Regions from separate parts of the Ovis aries genome. Here region 2 is linked to region 1. The links are chromatin contacts, called in public Hi-C maps. All regions are on one chromosome and are shown on one strand. The core of a region is the stretch at or near the end of the contact, and the rest is flanking DNA. Distances in the headings are between cores, read along the strand shown.

Region 1 (4,375 bases), core at 768-3,267:
TTTTCTGGAACTCTCTTGCTTTTTCTATGATCCAACAGATGTTGGCAATATGATCTCTGGTTCTTCTGTCTTTTCTAAATCCAGCTTGAACATCTAGAAGTTTTCGGTTCACATACTGTTGCAGTGAGCGTGGAATTTTCAAAATTACTTCGCTAGCGTGTGAGATGAGTGCAAGTGTGCAGTAGTTTGAGCATTCTTTGGCATTGCCTTTCTTTGGGATTGGAATGAAAACTAACTTTTTCCAGTCCTGTGGCCACTGTTGAGTTTTCCAAATTTGCTGGCATATTGAGTGCAGCACTTTCACAGCATCATCTTTTAGGATTTGAAAGAGCTCAGCTGGAATTCCATCACCTCCACTAGCTTTGTTTATAGTAACGCTTCCTAAGGCCGACTTGACTTCCCATTCCAGATTGTCTGGATCTAGGTGAGTGATCACACCATCGTGGTTATCTGGGTCATGAAGATCTTTTTTGTATAGTTCTTCTGTGTATTCTTGCCACCTCTTCTTAATATCTTCTGCTTGTTAGGGTCATACCATATTCTTTATTGTGCCCATTTTTGCATGAAATGTTCCCTTGGTATCTCTAATTTTCTTGAAGAGATCTCTAGTCTTTTCCATTCTATTGTCTTCCTCTATTTCTTTGCATTCTGTCATTTTTTTGAGATTGCACCCAAGTACTGCATTTGGGGCTCTTTTGTTGACTATGAGAGCTACTCTAGTTCTTCTAAGGGAATCTTGCCCACTGTTGTAGACATAACGGTCATCTGACCTACTCTTCCTCCTAGTCTCCCATTCCTGTCCATTTTAGTTCACTGATTCCTAAAATGTCAGTGTTCACTCTTGCCATCTCCTGTTTGACCATTTCCAATTTACCTTGATTCTGAACCTAACGTTCCAGGTTCCTATGCAATATTGTTCTTTACAGCATCAGACTTTACTTCCATTACCAGTCACATCCACAACTGGTGGTCCACAGCCAGCCTGTTTGCTCAGCCCCTGGCGCCATGACCCTCAGGGGCTCACACTCTGGACCAGATGCTGAGAATATCTCCATCCCATCCTCAGCTGCCCTTGTTTCCCTAAGGGACAAGCTCATTAGCAGGCCTGAGTCCATTGAGAGGGGAGGAAGGGCCTTTGTCTTTTTTTTTTTTTTTTGCTGGGATCTTAGTACCCTGACCAGGGATCAAAGCCATGCTGCTTGCTTGAGAAGCTGGGTGTCTTAATTCCTGGACTACCAGGGAAGCCCAAGGAGGGTCTTAAACCAGACCCTACTGGTGCTTTGGGGTCACAGCAGTCCCTGTTCTACGTGTCATTTTTTTTAATTTCTTTATTAGCTACACTACATGGCATGTGGGATCTTAGTTCCCTGACCAGGGATTGGAAACACAGAGTTTTAACCACTAGAACTTCAGATAAGTTCCCTCTAAGTGTCATTGCTGAGGGAAGCAGGGTGGGACCCTAGATCAAGCAAGCTTCTCTCTCCTCTGCACCCTCCTGCACTCCCCATCTCTAATCCTTGCTCTTGTCCCATTATCCTGGGCATTGATCCCTGATCATTCCTGTACCAGAGCTTCTGGCTAACTAAGGACAGGGAGAATGGGGTTAAAGGAGAAGAGAGGGTCACAAAAGACCCCCCTCAACTGCGATTTCCACTGTTCTTTGGGTAGGAACCCTGAACACTCAGCCGCAGTCACCAGAAAGGGCCCTGAAGAAAGGGGGCGGGATTCCCATCAGATTCAGAAAGGGGCATCTGGGCCTCCAACCCAAGGCTTTTCTATCCCTAAAAATGCAGAACCTTCTCCAGCCCTTACCCTGAAGGCCAGCAGGTGGCAGCACCATCAGGCATTTCACAACCAAAACTAAACCGAAACAGAATTTCTTTTTTTTCTTTTTTGGTTTTGTTTATGCAAATGGCTCGTTCCCTACAACATTCATCCCGGAACGGTCACCCCTTCCCCCTCCACAGTCCCTCCCTCCCCCTTCCCTGCTCTGCGTGACCCTGCTCTCTCTGCACCCAGAGTGCATGAAGACGCTGTCACGAGAGTCAGGGATCCAACAACAGGCCTTAAGAAATGTGAGTAAGCCTGGTGGGAACCAAGGAGGGAGGGAGACACCAGAGGGGACGAGCCTGGGCACAGGGGGCCCCCTGTCCCAGACTTACTCAGGGAGGTGCGAGCACCCTGACCCTCCCCATACACCTGATTCCTCCAGTGTGCCCACACGTGCACGCTCGAAAATGCATGCCCCATCTCTCCTCCAGAGGAGAAAGGAGACTCAGCCCCAGGAGGTGAGGTCACACTGCCTTCCTCCTCCAGCTCATAGGGAGCAGCAAGGTGGGGTTGGGGGAGCCCGTCCCTCGGTCTAGACAGTCAGCCTCTGTACCTGAGACCCTCTTCCATAGGCGGTCTCTCCCAGAGGCCTTGCTGAGCATGTGGGAGCCATTTCAGAGACCATGACTGGAAACCCTCACCCTTAGTTTACTGGTCCAAGCCAGCCCAATTCCTGGAAGGGGAGCAGAGTGATGCAACAGGGCAGGGAGGAGGCTGGGGAGAGAGGTGGGGGGAGCGTGATGACCTCTGGACTGGACACTGGCCCCGGGGAGGAGCGCCCAGTGCAGCAGCTGCAGAGACCAGCCTGCCCCCTGCAGCCTCCCCACCCACCCTAGGACATCTCCCTGAGATCTAGAATGGACCAAGAGGAAAATGCCCAGCGGTACGGCAATCCCATCCCCTACCAGAGAGCAAGGGTCTGCACCCCTCCCACCCTACAGACACCTTTTCCCTTTTGGCAGGTGGCTCTTATACCTCCTGCTGCCGGTCCTGTTCTTCGGGGTTGGAGGCGCCATCCCCACCCCTCAGAGGCTCTACGGGGAGGTGATGTCCCCTCTGTTCCCCAAGCCTTACCCTAACAATTTTGAGAGGACCACTGTGATCACAGTACCCACGGGGTACAGAGTGAAGCTTGTCTTCTGGCAGTTTGACCTGGAGCCTTCGGATGGTTGTTTCTATGACTATGTCAAGGTAGGGGGCAGATGAGGGGGGTGGGCAGAGGGAGAACTGAGTGTCTCTGGAACCTGGGGACCCGGGTTCTGACCAGCCTGGATAGGACACCCTGCCTGGGGACACAGCCCCAAGCTGGTGAAAGCTGATGGCCAGGTGGGGCTCTGGAAGTCCAGGGGTATCGAGGATGGGAGGCCACTGGTCTGAGAGACCATCGTGGAGCAAAGAGGGGAGAAACAGAGAGGGAGGGGACAAGCCCTGTTCTTGGGGAATGTACTGTACACAGGAGTCAGAAAAACCTTCCCTGTCTGCTTACTTGCCCGGAGGATTTTGGAAACATCCTTGCCTCAGTTTCCCTGTTGCCATGGAGAGTGTCACCACTCCATGGCTGCCTCCTCACCAGGAACACAGGGACGTGGGAAAGCGGCTTGTGTGTGGTGGTGGCTCAAGGGTGGTCTGCAGCCAGGACAGTGGGCTCAGTCCTCTCTCCTCTGTCACGACCAAGGGCCCGTCCCAGTCCCTCTTTCTACATCCAATAAAAATGAGTTTCCTGGAGACTTCCCCAGTGATCCAGCGGCTAAAACTCTGTGCTCCCAAGGCAGGGGGCCCAGGTTTGATTCCTGGGGAACTTAGGTGGGAAACTAGGATTCCACGTGCTGCACAACACAGCCTAAAAATAAAATTAAAATTTTAAAAATGAGGTTCTTGATTTGGGATTCAGATAGGGCCTACACACAGCCCATAAATACTATTTCCAGGAGATCCCCTGGAGGGTATAAAAGAATACCATGGAAATGCCATATCTTCCCAGCCCAGAGGACTTGAGATGTCAGCAGTGCTCATAGGGAGGGTCCTGGTGGTAGGCAAAGTGGGGATGAGATAGGAGGAGGGACGTCTTCTGCTTTGCAGGAGTCAAGGAATCTGTGAAGGAAGAGGTAAGGAGAGCTCAGTGATGCTTGCTAAGCTGACAGGTCCCGGATGCTCACACTCAGCTGAATATCAGGAGTCATGGCTGGACAGGAATGGGTTGACCAAAACAAGGTGGAAGGACAGGACAGAGGGTAAAGCAGACCCTCCAGGCTCTAGGGATGAAGGAATGACAGAAACCAGGTAAAGGCAACCAGTGGGAGGCGGACACAGGAGCAGATGGGGGTAAAGAAAGGTCTGACACATGTTGTTGTTCAGTCACTAAGTCGTGTCAGACTCTTCGCAAACCCATGGACTGTAGCACGCCAGGCTTCCCTGTCCTTCAGCATGTCTGAGTTTGCTTGAATTCATCCACTGAGTCAGTGATGCCATCCAACCATCTCATCCTCTGTCATCCCCTTCTCCTGCCTTCTATCTTTCCCAGCATCAAGGTCATTTCCATGAATCA
Region 2 (4,148 bases), core at 1,444-3,943, 95 kb after region 1:
TTTAAAAGTGCACAGCTAGTGACTAGTGAGGCTTCCCTGGTGGCTCAGTGGTAACAAATCCACCCGCAATGCAAGAGATGCAGGTTCAGTCCCTGGGTCGGGCAGATCCCCTGGAAAAGGAAATGGCAAGCCACTCCAGTGTTCTTGCCTGGAGAATTCCGTGGACAGAAGGGCCTGGCGGGCTACAGCCCATGGGGTCGAAACAAGTCGAACATGACTGAGTGACTGAACGACAGCAATGCCTAGTGATGTATTTGCTGGCCTCCGCCAGGTGCCAAGGCCTGTAACAGGAGTGTCAGCACAGAAATCAAGTGATATGGGTTCTAACTGGGGCTCTGCTCTATTAACCTGAGGCAAGCCAGTTAGCCCCTTTGGGCTTTGCTTTCTTCTCTCTCTAATGAAGGGTTTGGAGTCAGTGATTTATAAGGTTTCATGGGTTCAAAGAATCTGAATCCTAGGAATAACCATTCAGCATGTGACTCAGCCTGAGCCACAGAGGACTGTTGGAGTGGGGCAGCTGTGTTGTCTCCTTGGCCATACCATCAACAAGGCTTAATCTGCTGAATAGAGACAGGACCATTGTGAACAAATTCCAGAGGTGAGGGTCACCCCACCTCCAGGTCCAAAATGTCCCAGTGTTCCCCCAGCTGACAGTGTGGTCAGTAACCAATCAGTCACCTATCACCACAAAGAGCCAGAGTCGCACAGGGCTTCACTCTCCTTCCTATCTCCATTCGTCCTCCTTTCCTCTGTGTAGCTCTTCAGTATGAGGAATTTCCACTTTGGTGAAAGAAATGTGAATGGCAGTTCTTCACAGCAGAAATAATCATGAGAAAGCTAGCATGTGGAAATATGTGATAAAAAATAAACTGTCAATGCCAATAAGCCGTTAGATGGCCACTTCCCTGGCCATCTAGTGGTTAAGACTCTGCACTTCCAATTAAGGGAGCGTCCCTGGTTGGGGAGGTGAGATCCCACATGCCACGTGACCAAAGATAATAAATAATGCAAATAAGACATGTTCAAAAGCAGTCCTGTTTTATATTCTAGTCTGTGATTCTTAGGAAAATTGAACTGAAACTTGATCCTGAAAGTGGCCTTCCATTGTCCAAAGCAAAATACCCATTATCTGTGGGAATGGTTTTTTCATAGTTTAGAAAAATTTCAGCATCCAGATGATATAAGGCTGAAACAGATTTTTCCATCCATCCTTTTTAGCTAGAAATTCCAGAGTTGCCATAATTTTGTCAGTGAACTATCCCTAAGAGCAGTGATGGACGGACATAGCCTTTTGGGGGGGATCCGTTGTCTCCCATCCCTTTACCTCTGACAGTAAGTATGAATTTTGAGTTTGAGATCGGTTTCAGTCATTTTACTCTAAGGAGCCCATTGACCCTGTGAACCAGATCTTCTCACAAGAGGTGAGGGTGAGTTGGCCTGGGCTGGGGGTATGTTAGCCCATCGCTGAGGGCCGAGGCAGAAGTGGGTAGACCGGAAACAGGTGATGAGCTCAGGTTATTTTTGGCTGCACTGGGTCTTCACTGCTGCATGGGCGTTTCTCTCGATGCAGTGAGCGGGGGCTACTCTCTAGTTGCATTTCTCGGCTTCTCCTTGCAGTGGCCTCTTCTGTGCAGAGCATGGGTTCTGGGGCTTTCAGGCTTCAGTGGTTGTGACACATAGGCTCTAGAGCACAGGCTCAGTGGTTGTGGCACCTCGGGTTAGTTGCTCCGTAGCATGTGGGATCTTCCTAGCCCAGGAATCAAACCCATATTTCTTGCATGGGCACAGGCAGATTCTTTACCTCTGAGCCACCAGGGAAGTCCAATCCTCTTGATTTTTCCCCCTATTATATCAAATTCTGACTCTGTCTGGTTTTCCAAACCTTCGTCTTGTAGTCAGCCCGGTCTAGTGACATGACTGCTCCATGCCCTCTCCTGCCTCTGGTTCTTTAGTACATAATTCTCCCTTGGAACTCCCTTCCCTTGTTTCTCCTCTGCTCATCCTGACTGCTCTGTTCACTATTGACCTCTTGTCTTCTCCAACCTCTACAATATTGGCATTTCCATCACTTAGCATTTACACAACATCATTGCTTGGTATTCTTTTCTCTCTAAAATGCTCTTTCAGAGTCTGAAAGCATCTCTTACAACTCTACCGTAGTCTCCTTTCGCCTAATGCATTGCTGACCACATAATGGATGCTCAATACATATTTTATTCACTCCCTAGGATACCGAGTATTTGTTCTTTCATTCTTTTATTCTCTCATCCATTCAACAAATATTTTTGAGAACTTGTTTTGTACCAGGAGCTCTACAAGGCACTTGCGGTACAGTGTGGGGAAAAAGAGACAAAAATCTTGCCTTCAAAGACCAATAAGTAGAATATACAGCACGTTGAAGAGTAGTAAGTGCCAAGGGAAAATAGGAAAGATGAAGTAGGAAAGAAAAACAGGAAGTGTGTGTTGGTGGCATACAGGGTGGGGCAGCGTGTGCGATCTCAAGATACCGGTCAGGGAAGGCCCCACCGATAAGGTGACGTTTCAGTAAAAACCTGAAGCCCTGGAGGTACTTGAGCTCATTGGTGAAAGAGCATCCCAGGCCAAGAACGTATTAATGTGAAGGCTCTAAGGTTTGCACAAGCCTGCCATTCCGGGAAGGGTGGCCCAGAGTCAGAGATGAGTCAGAGAGCGGTGGGGGAGGGGCAAGCAGCTCAGTCTGGCATTCTGGTTGGACTTCAGCTCCTGCAGAGCAGAGCGTGAGTGAAGGCCCTGGGGGAGATGAGTCAGGAGACGACAGTAATAACACAGGCCAGGGATGGTGCCAACATGGACCAGGGGCAGAAGTGGTCAGATTCTGGGTTCACTTTGCAGGTAGAACAGACAGAGTTTGCTGACAGATGAGGTTGCCTGGGGGAGGGGAGGGGCTCAGGAGCAGGGGAAGGTGGCAGGGCCTCAGCCTTGTGTGAGCAGAAGGGCTGAGCAGAAAGCTTTGCTGAAATGAGGAAGCCAGGGGAGGAGCAGGCTTGCTGAGAGAAGGACATCAGCAATTGAGTTTGGGGCCTGTTACGTCTGAGGTGTCCCGTTAGGCGGGTGCCCACTCCGCATTGCACACGAGTGTGAAGTTCTGGGGAGAGCCTTGATGGGAGGTGGGCCTGCAGGAGCCATCGGCACTCACTGTGTTTGAGGCCAGTCAGTTGAGGTTGCTGGGCAGGCCTCTGTTAAAGGAGAGGTTGATGCCATCTCATGCTCACTGAGCATCTGATATGGACCAGGTTGAAATATGAGCCAGGACCTAGATACTCTACCAGTGAAACTGAGGACCAAAAGCAGTAACTCATCAACCAGCCTAAGGGGGACAGCTAGTAAGTAGCAGAACTGGGATTCAGGCTGTCAAATCTCATCTTAACCTCAGAGCTGGTGTTTATCCAGTGCCTTAATTTAACCGTATGTTGCATTTTAGAGAAAGTGCTCTTGGCAAGCCAGAGTCAGTATCTTTCTAAAATAAATACACAATGACTCTTCTTTTAAAGTGAAGATGGGAAGAAAATCCCTCAGTCATTTGATTGTCACATGGAAAGAAGATTAGATTTGGAACCCCTGATACCACTTTCATCAGAATTTCTCAGATAAGACCTAATTTACAGACTCCTTCTATGTGAATCTGCATGTGTGTGTGTGAGACTTTGTGACTGCTTACAATATTTTAGACTGTGCTGACTACTTTATATGCAATATCCCCTTTAGCCCTTACATAATCACTGGAGCAGGTCCTGTCCCCATTTTACAGATGAGGAAACTGACACCTCAAACCGCTGTTAAGTGCCAGTTACTGTAGATCAACCCATCAGAAAATGAAGTAAGCAGGATAGCATGCTATGGGAGATCCAAAGACACAGAAGGACTTTGGGAAAAGAGATTGTGAACTTGTGATAGTTTTAATAAGGAACACTAGTGTAAGGAATGGCAACTTGTATTACATAATGATTTTGCCAAATGAGACTTTGTCCTAAGCGCCGTGTATTTAAGGCATGAGTCCATAATGCGCAGGGTCATGAATTAATTGTGGTCTACAGTAACCCTAAAGAAGGAGACACTTGAACTGAGTGTTTTTCAAAAATGGGTAGGGCTTCACTTGGTTAGAGGGGTGG

The links. Hi-C and Micro-C count contacts between places; a contact is called where the count stands out from the background.
Region 2: a contact with region 1 is called in a Hi-C map of blood, with 2.9 times the contacts expected there. The contact joins the enhancer-like site here to the promoter of C1R in region 1. A contact is called at or near these places in 5 of 16 Hi-C or Micro-C datasets (blood and skin fibroblasts).

Annotation. Positions count from the first base shown.
Region 1 is chr3:209,216,826-209,221,200 of ARS-UI_Ramb_v3.0, forward strand. C1R (complement C1r) reads left to right here and starts at 2,018. Exons shown (of 11, transcript XM_042248206.2): 1 at 2,018-2,075; 2 at 2,793-3,021. The coding sequence starts at 2,074.
Region 2 is chr3:209,310,673-209,314,820 of ARS-UI_Ramb_v3.0, forward strand. The region is part of intron 1 of LPCAT3 (lysophosphatidylcholine acyltransferase 3); the gene reads left to right. Among named protein-coding and RNA genes, the nearest start is that of LPCAT3, 17 kb to the left of the region's middle. Within about 2 kb of position 2,694, at least 28 of the 54 cell types and tissues checked have an H3K27ac peak or open chromatin away from gene starts, as enhancers often do.